Regions from separate parts of the Mus musculus genome. Here regions 1 and 2 are each linked to region 3. Evidence: chromatin contacts called from public Micro-C and promoter capture Hi-C data. All regions are on one chromosome and are shown on one strand. The core of a region is the stretch at or near the end of the contact, and the rest is flanking DNA. Distances in the headings are between cores, read along the strand shown.

Region 1 (2,700 bases), core at 20-2,519, 2.6 Mb after region 3:
GATTATATGATTACACACACAGATTTTTCAAACAAAGACATATTGTTCAGAGCAGGGGTTTTTCAAACAGAAACACAAAGGGAATGAAAACCAGGGCTGCTTATGGCCTTAATTACACCAACGAATGAATGTTCAATATTAGCACAGTTCAGCTAGCAGCAGCCAAGGCACAAGCCTGAAGCTGAGCCCAAACCAGGAACAGAGCAGAAACTGGTACAGCCGGAAGTGGGACACTGGGAAGTGGTCATCCCTGCCCTGATGCTTCAGGGCTCCACATTCCAAAGAGATTAATCCATATGGTCCCCAGGCTGGCTTGCACAAAAACAGGGAAGAAAACAGTAGCTTGTGTCTTAAGATTCAATCCTGCAGATGCCTAGAACTCAGGCAAGCAATCCCTTGTTTATGGACCAAAGTCTAAACGTTGACCATCATAGTGAAACATTAAAAAGCCACTTAAAAGCAACAGGGTGGAGCGCCTGCTTCAGGGATGGGAAGCTGTCTGGGGCAGAGAAAGGGCTCCTGAGCTTCCAGGAGATTCCTGGGACTGGGTGGACAGCGAGTAAACACAGAAAGGCAAATAAAGAAAAGCTTCCTACGGCCAAAGAGACCAGCCAAGATGCCCAGTGCTGGGGCTGGTCGGGCCACAGGGATAGACTGACTGTTTGTCCGAGGCCCTGCCCAAATGCCACGTTGAGATACTCAAGGACAAATGGTAAAGTTTTTCTTCATCTTTCCGACTCTCTGCATCCTCCCTCTTGAGTCAAGTTGCACATTCCTCCCTTCCCTCACCTTTGTTTTGGTCCCTGATCTCCCTTTCGGTCACTAGGTGGCCCACACCAAGTCCCTCCCCCACATTCAAGGTCCCCCCTCCGCCCTCCTTGCTGACTTGTTTGGGTCACCCTAGCCGGCTCTTTCTGGCAGGCGCTGGCTGGCAGTCGTCTGGGTGGGCTCAAACCCCTACAGCCGAGCAACGCCGCGACACAGGCTGCCCTGCCGAGGTACCATCGGCGCGCAGGCCCCGGCTAGCCACCAGTTGCGTTACAGGACAACACCCTTTGGTGGCGACATTCTGTCCCCCACTTCCCTGGCCAGGGGGCTGGCGCCGTGGCTTACGTGCAGTCTTGGTTGAAAGAGAAGCAGCTGAGCGCCGCCTCCACTCGGCCCGGAGGGGCATCTGCGGCTTCGGCCTCCATCGGGGGCTCGACCCGAGAAGCCGCAGCTCTGAGCGGGGGACAGCCACCTCAGCAGCCCGCCCGCGCCGGCTCCGTGGGCCGGCTTGCCGCGTCGGTCCCGCCCCGGGCTCGCCTCCAGACAGACCCCGCCCACTCAGATACCACTTAGCTCCGCCCCTCCATCGTAAGACCCCGCCCTTACACGATTCCCATTTAGCTCCGCCCCACTCCAAACCCCCGCCCCTCCTTCAGAGAATCGGCTGGGTCCTAAAACAGCCAGGCCACGCCCCTGCCTCAAGTACCGCCCCTCTCGGCTCTAGCCCTGCCTGGGACCTTCAGGACCCGCCCTACACATTTCCCACTTAGCCTCGCCCTCTCCACTTCGGGCACCTAGCCCCACCCCCTCACAGCCCTAGCTCCGCCCTGAGCCAACCAGGCCCCGCCCCGAGCCTCCTTCTACCTAGCTTGGTAGCCCCGCCCCCTCTCCAGGCCGTCTCTGTCCCCACCCCGCCTCTTTATCACTGGGAACAGAACTGCTGACCGAACAGAGCCTTCCGCAGACAGCCAGGATTGGCCACCAACTCTTTTAGTCAATCAATAGGGCTAGTGGGCGGGACAGCTGTTGACGACCCGCCCCCTAGTCGGAGAAACCGTTTGCCATTGGCCGAAGGTGCGCGAGGCAAAGGCAGCAGGCCACGTGGTGGTGTTTTCATTGCCAGAGCGTCCAGAGGGTGAGGAGGAGGAGTGGAGCTTCAGGCTTCAAGCCTGCCTTAGCGTCGGAGACAACGCCAAGGAGGCGGGCGGACGCCTGCTTCCTTGCCCGCCCGCTAAGCTTACAGCAGTTGTAGTTGAAATCAGTAGACATCAAAGTCCAGCCGTTTTGGAGAGCCCTTAAGCTTCTCGGAAAAAGATCCCCAGCCGATTAAGAAGCCACATACAGCCCCACAGTTGAGAAAGAGCTCTTGCTAACCCCGACCCTTACATTAACAATATTACCTTGGTATGTTCCTACCCGATTTACTGAAAACCCGGTTAAAGCACTGGCTAGACTATATTATCTAAAACCAACAATACACAGCGGCATGTGAAAGGGTCTTCTTTCAGGACTTGTTATCATACAACTTTGCTCAGCAGTATTTGACCAGACATTCGATTTGTATAGAAAGGAGAGAAACTAGAATACTGTACAAGACAGTACAGCTTGAAGCTCATGTCGTTTGAGATGCATTCTGAAGCAAACTGGAGATTTGCTTCCCAAGCTTGTATACAATTGGTTGTGAGGTGCCTGGTGTGGGTTCTGGGGAACAGAATTCCGCTCATCAGTAAAAACACTGCTGAGCCATCTCTACAGCCTCTGAAATCTTCATCATCGCCATTATTATTACTATGATGATAATGGTGTCACAGTTCTGTAGATTGTGGCAATTCGGTTCATATCCAGCCACCTTGTTTATTATTTATTTATTTTGGATACATTGTCTCAAGCTATAGTCCACCGATCCTCAAGCACTTGGTAACTGATCCTCCT
Region 2 (2,700 bases), core at 26-2,525, 2.8 Mb before region 3:
CTCACTTTCACCCTGTAATACAATTCAGGCTGGCTTGGATTCTGCTATATAGCCCAGGCTGATCTTGAACAAGTCTCAGCCTATCTGAATGCTGGGATTACAGATGTGAGCCAACACACCGAGCAGGTACAACGTTGGAGTTTTAGAAACAACTGCTGGGATAGCAGTGCACACCTTTAATCTCAGCACTCTAGAGGCAGAGGCAGGCAGGGGATCTCTGTGAGCTCCAAGCCAGCCAGGGCAACATAGTGAGAACCTGCCTTGAAAAATAAAGAAAAAACGGCATGCAAATGAAAGCTTCAAGACAAGTTTTCGCCTCTTTGGCAAGAAGTAGGTGCCTGTCTCTCTTCCTTGCATTTGAACAGGCTCCAGCTGTCCAAGAGAATTGAGCTTTGGGGAGGTAAGATATTAAGCTAAAGCCACAGCCCACGCCTACGTAGCTGGAAGGAGAACTAATGACCAATTTCAACCGGAAGCTTGACATCCAGCAGGTGGCCATCTCCAGCAGGCACCTTAAAAATTCAGCTCTCACGCTGTACAAAGGTGTTTCAATAAACGAGATAAAAATAACTCTGTGAAAATGCCTTGCAGTGTGTGTGGTAAGCATCATTAGAACTTACCTATTTAAAGATTTTTCTTCGCTAGGGTCACAGTCAAGATACCTAATGGGTTTGAATGCTCCTTGATTTAAAAACAATTGTTTTTCCACGAAAACGCTAAAGTGTATTACGGTCAAGTTAATCTGTTTCGAGAAGATTTGTCAAGGAAATCATTCACTTTGGCCATTAACAAAAACAGGTGGAAAGAAAGCAAGCGAACAGCTGGCCCTGGAAATAGAAAGTGCGCTCTATCTGGAGGGCCACATTTTAGGAGACTCGGGGAGCCTGTAGCACTTGGGGTTCACGGTGTACCGCCTGGAGAGCCAGCGAGGGTGAACTGAAAAGCGGACGATGACCGACACACCGCTCTGCCTGGACCCCGCGGGGACCGAGGGAGGGGACCCCTGGACTAGACAAAGGCTGCAGCCCCGGGAGGCCGGGTGCGCGTGCGCCACGGAATGCGCGTGCGCGCGGCGGTCAGCACCGCGGCCCGAGGCGTGGCGGGACCCGGGGAGGGAAGCGCGGAGAGGGGCGAGCCGAGCGGCGCGGAGAGAGGAGGGTTGAGGGGCGCTCGCGTGCGCCCCCTAGCGGTCGGAAGGGGAGGTGCCCGCCCAGGCCTCGCTGCCCGCCCCTCCCCTAGGGAGGTTCGCGCTCCCGTGGCTCGCGCCTGCGCTGCCCGCCGGCCTCCAGAACGCGCTTTCTCGGCCGCGCGCGCTCTCAGTCTCCGCCACCCACCAGCTCCAGCACCAGCAGCAGCGCCGCCGCCACCGCCCACCTTCTGCCGCCGCCGCCACAACCACCTTCTCCTCCGCTGTCCTCTTCTGTCCTCGCCTTCTGTCGATTATCAGGTAAGCGCCGCAGCTCTGAAATCCAGTCCCCTCTGGCCCTGTGCGCCGTCCTCCTGCCACCCCTCGCCCCAGAGATGGATTTAGGGAGCTGGGCATCAATCAGGCGCAACGGCGGGGGCCTCTCTGCGCCCTAGGCGCTGGGGAGCTGGGAAGGAACGCGTGCAAGAGATGCACGCACGCGAGCGAATGCGTGTATCTATGAGTGCTGGGGTCCCCACTATCGGCTCCGCGCAAATGAGGGGGGCTGTGCCCGCAGGGTGGGGCGCGGATGACGGTGACCTAGGGAAGGGGTTGTTCTGTAATCTGGATCTCAGCCTTTTGCCGCAATGGGCGTGGGTCTGTGAGTGTGCATGGGGGTCCAACGACGACCCCCGAAACAGAACCTGAAATCGGATTTCTCTGCTCCTGATTGCCATCAGCCCTAAGGAAGGTGTGGATCGGGTTCTAGAAAAGATGACTGCCTTCATGTCTCTCCACCTCCCTGACAGCGATTCTGACACGGCCTTCACTGGCCCTGATTTAAGGCGGTGGCCCGCCCCCTCCCCTTTTCCTCCTTCAGAAGCCGGCAGGGGACATTTGGGGGCTGGGAGGAATCCGGAGGATGGGGAGGGGTCCAGGCGCTGTCACGTTAGTCGCCCTTCCCCCTGCGCGCGCTTGGTACAGTGACAGGGGCAGCGCCGTGCCCGAGAGAAGGTAGTGCGCGGATCCCAATGTGGGAGCTCGAAGAGTCAGGGGTCACCTGGCCTCGCGGTGTCAGCGGGCTGGCTGGCAGCGGCTCCCCGCTCGAGGGCGCGCAGCGTTGCAGCCAGGCACAGACCCACGCGAGGGCTGCAGGTGCATTTCGGGGCGCGTTTCTTTCTCTGCGTTCTGCGCCGGGCTCCCGGCATGTGCGCTCCCTGCCGGAGGCGCGGGCTGGCGCGCAGGGCTCGCCCCTCACTGCGGCAGTGGGTGTGGACCTGGGTGGGCGAGGAGGGGGGAGTACGATGTGTCTCCTCCCGCTGCCACCCCTCTCCGTTTTTTCCCCCCTCTCTGAACGCGAGGTGCCATCTTTTTGCGGCGAGTCACGTCTCTATCGTAGCATGCCAAGAGCTGTGGCCAGGCTTTGGAGGACCCGGCTTGGACCCATGTTAAAGAACAGGGGGTGATGAACACGGAAGCCTTGGCGTTTTGCCTCTGCAGCGGTGCGCACCAGAGCGTTCACCTGAGGTCGTCTAGGGGAGCTCGCTGCTTTGTTCGTCGTGTGATTTAGGATC
Region 3 (2,700 bases), core at 112-2,611:
TGAGGATGTCCTTAAACCCATCTTCCTCACTCTGCCTCAGCGGGTTGGGGTTATAGGCTCCACCACTCCTCATGTATGAAGTGCAAGCAATCCAATCCGGCACTTCCTGCCTCTAAGGCAGGCATTTTACTGACTGAGTTACATCCCTCATGTTATTCTTCGGGCAGCTGAAGTTGAGCCAGTTGAGCCATAACTCCTACCTCAGAGAACAAACTGATGGGTCTGTGTACCTAGTCTGCCTCCTAGTCTCTTCAGAAGATGGAGACCTGCCTCTGTCTGCCTGAGTGTTCCCACTCTGTAGTTTCTGAGACCCCCAAGACTCTACTCAGTCCACCAGCACTCTAGCGTCAGGCCCCTGGATCAGTGACGCAGAACCCTGAGGCTTCCTCAGCAACTCTGTGTACCTCACACCAAGCCATTCGCGCCTTCGTGCATCTGTTTGGGTTTGAAGCTGTGGACCGAGAATTAGTCCCGAGGCTTCAGACCTGTTCTGGAGAAATGATACCCTAATCTCCCCACCCCCACCCCTTGACAAATGACGGTTTTATTTCATCTGAGTGGAAAAGCCTTTCCCTCAGGACCGATCGAGCTGTGATGCTGTGTCAGGAAGCTGAACATAAGCAGCAAAGGAGTTTGCTTTTCTTAGACACAATAAAAACTGCCTGTTCCCAAGCAGTGAGATGCCCCCAGCATTGGAAAGGTGGTTTGCCAATCTTTAGGCATTCAGTATACACTTGGTGAATGTGGCCAACTGAATACTAGTTATCAATGGATGGGTGGAGGGAGAAAAGAGGGAAGGAGAATGGGAAGGGGGCAGAGGAGAGGGCTGTCAAGAAAAAAAAAATTTGCTCACACCCCCCCCCCCGACCCCCCGGCCCGTTTCTGACTCTAGAATATCAAGATTGCATATACAGTCAAACAGCTTTGCCAAACTTGGTTTGTCAGGCAATTGCCTCACAGGTCCTGGAATGCGTTTTTTTGTCATCCGGAGTCCCCTCCCCTCAACAAGCTCAAGCTATTCTAAGCGCTAATTTATTTGTTGTTGATTTCATCACTCGCGTTCCTTCAGCCCCCTCAAAACCCTCACTCTCCCCTAGCCTGTCACCTCACCCCAAGCACACCACCCACCCGGAGCAAGAGCTCAAGGCCGTGCTGTTCTCCTGGCCCACAGAGCCCAGTCCGGACCACACATCCGACCCCCCTCGGAAAGAGGGAGAGATCCCCGCCGCTCCGTTTTGTTTCAATGGTCTGTGCAGCCAGCTATGCTCGTTTCCCCAAAGGCTGCCCCTCATTAGCATGAACGGGGGTGGGGGTGTGTGTGGGGGGAGAGGAAGCGAGCCAAAGCCCTCGCTGCGTTTTCCAGCCTGGGGAACCCTGTCTACAAAAATGACAGCTCGAGCCCTCTGGCTTCTCTGTTTGATCGTCGGATGGTCCCCCGAAGCCCCGGTGGCGGAGAGAAAAGGTGAGGTCGCTAAAATGCAGCGCCCCAGGGATTGGGAAAGGGGCGAGACGCAGGGCGGGACGAGCCAAGGGTCAGAGCCTGCGGGACAGGCGACTCCGGGTCTGCGTGCGTGCCAGAAAGCAGCGACAAGGGTCTCCCAATATTTCATGTCCCTTGGCAGCCTTTTCAGAAGGAAAGACGGGTTCAGCTGCTGAAATGATCTCGTGCGAGCCAGGCAAGCTGGAGAAAACTTTGCATGTTAAATAGCTGCATCCGGAGGAGGGAAAGTGTCAAAAGGGGTCGCGGCGCGCTGTGGACAGGCTCCCAGGCTTGGGATGGTGACACAGGCCAGCAATGGTGCGACAACTCTGGGCATTCTACTCCTCTCTCGCAGCTCTGGTATAGCCTCTGGTATACCTGAACCTTGATAACACTCTCTCTCTCTCTCTCTCTCTCTCTCTCTCTCACACACACACACACACACACACACACACAAATCAGGCAGTCTTGGCCAGGTGGTGTTTTTGTTTTGCTATTGTTAGGATATTTTGCTCATCTTACTGTCTCTGGGAATAATAGCTTCCACACCTAACTGGGCAATTTATTTTAGGTCATTTTATTGTTGTTGTTCCACACGGAAATTGAACGACTTCATTGGCATTTAACTCCACATTAGACCATCTTTTCCATGACAACAGATGGTGGTCTAGAGGGGAAGCAGCTGAGGTCAACAGTTGACAGGAGTTGGATAGCCACCAGAACTTTATCTATCGGCTATGCATGGTGTGCAGGTTTAACATAGGGAGGGAGTCAGATCCAATGGCTTTGCAAAAACACAAACTGTGTAACTAACCATTCCTGCTGGGAGAAAGCTGATTTTTTAAGATTATTCATTTGGCAAGATGCATCATTATAAAGGAAGTGCTGTCAAGGCTGCAAGGGGCACAACAAGCTCTTTAATGCAAACGAGGGAAAGTAGGTTGTGGGGCTGTGCTTGGCTGAAGGAGCACTGGGAGGTGGTGAGATTGCATCCCTGGACATGCAAAGTTGCCCAGACTTGAAGCTGTGCTCCAACCTGTATGCAGAGCTGAAGAAAATCATTAATAAAATTTAAAAAGGTGTATTGATATTCGGGAGATTTCCTAATGGGGAGGGGTAATGCTTTTATAATTACTCAGGGGCCTCTGCCTCCCAGCCAAGCTTTAAAAACCCCTTCTAAGCTGTTGTTTACTACTAAGTGGTGTCCAAGAAGCCAGATA

The links. Promoter capture Hi-C pulls out the DNA fragments that hold promoters and counts their contacts. A called contact is a pair of places that touch in the nucleus more often than the background predicts.
Region 1: a promoter capture Hi-C map of liver shows a contact between it and region 3, with 2.1 times the contacts expected there. The contact joins the promoter of Wipi1 here to the promoter of 1810010H24Rik in region 3. A contact is called at or near these places in 2 of 39 promoter capture datasets (hippocampal neurons and liver).
Region 2: a Micro-C map of embryonic stem cells shows a contact between it and region 3, with 5 times the contacts expected there. The contact joins the promoter of Mapt here to the promoter of 1810010H24Rik in region 3. A contact is called at or near these places in 1 of 39 promoter capture datasets (the C10 cell line) and 1 of 484 Hi-C or Micro-C datasets (embryonic stem cells).

What each region holds. Positions count from the first base shown.
Region 1 is chr11:109,610,120-109,612,819 of GRCm38.p6, forward strand. It overlaps Wipi1 (WD repeat domain, phosphoinositide interacting 1), which reads right to left and starts at 1,270. Exons shown (of 13, transcript NM_145940.2): 1 at 1,114-1,270. The coding sequence starts at 1,193.
Region 2 is chr11:104,230,161-104,232,860 of GRCm38.p6, forward strand. Mapt (microtubule-associated protein tau) reads left to right here and starts at 1,276. Exons shown (of 12, transcript NM_001038609.2): 1 at 1,276-1,447.
Region 3 is chr11:107,024,508-107,027,207 of GRCm38.p6, forward strand. 1810010H24Rik (RIKEN cDNA 1810010H24 gene) reads left to right here and starts at 1,362. Exons shown (of 4, transcript NM_001372502.1): 1 at 1,362-1,462. The coding sequence starts at 1,387.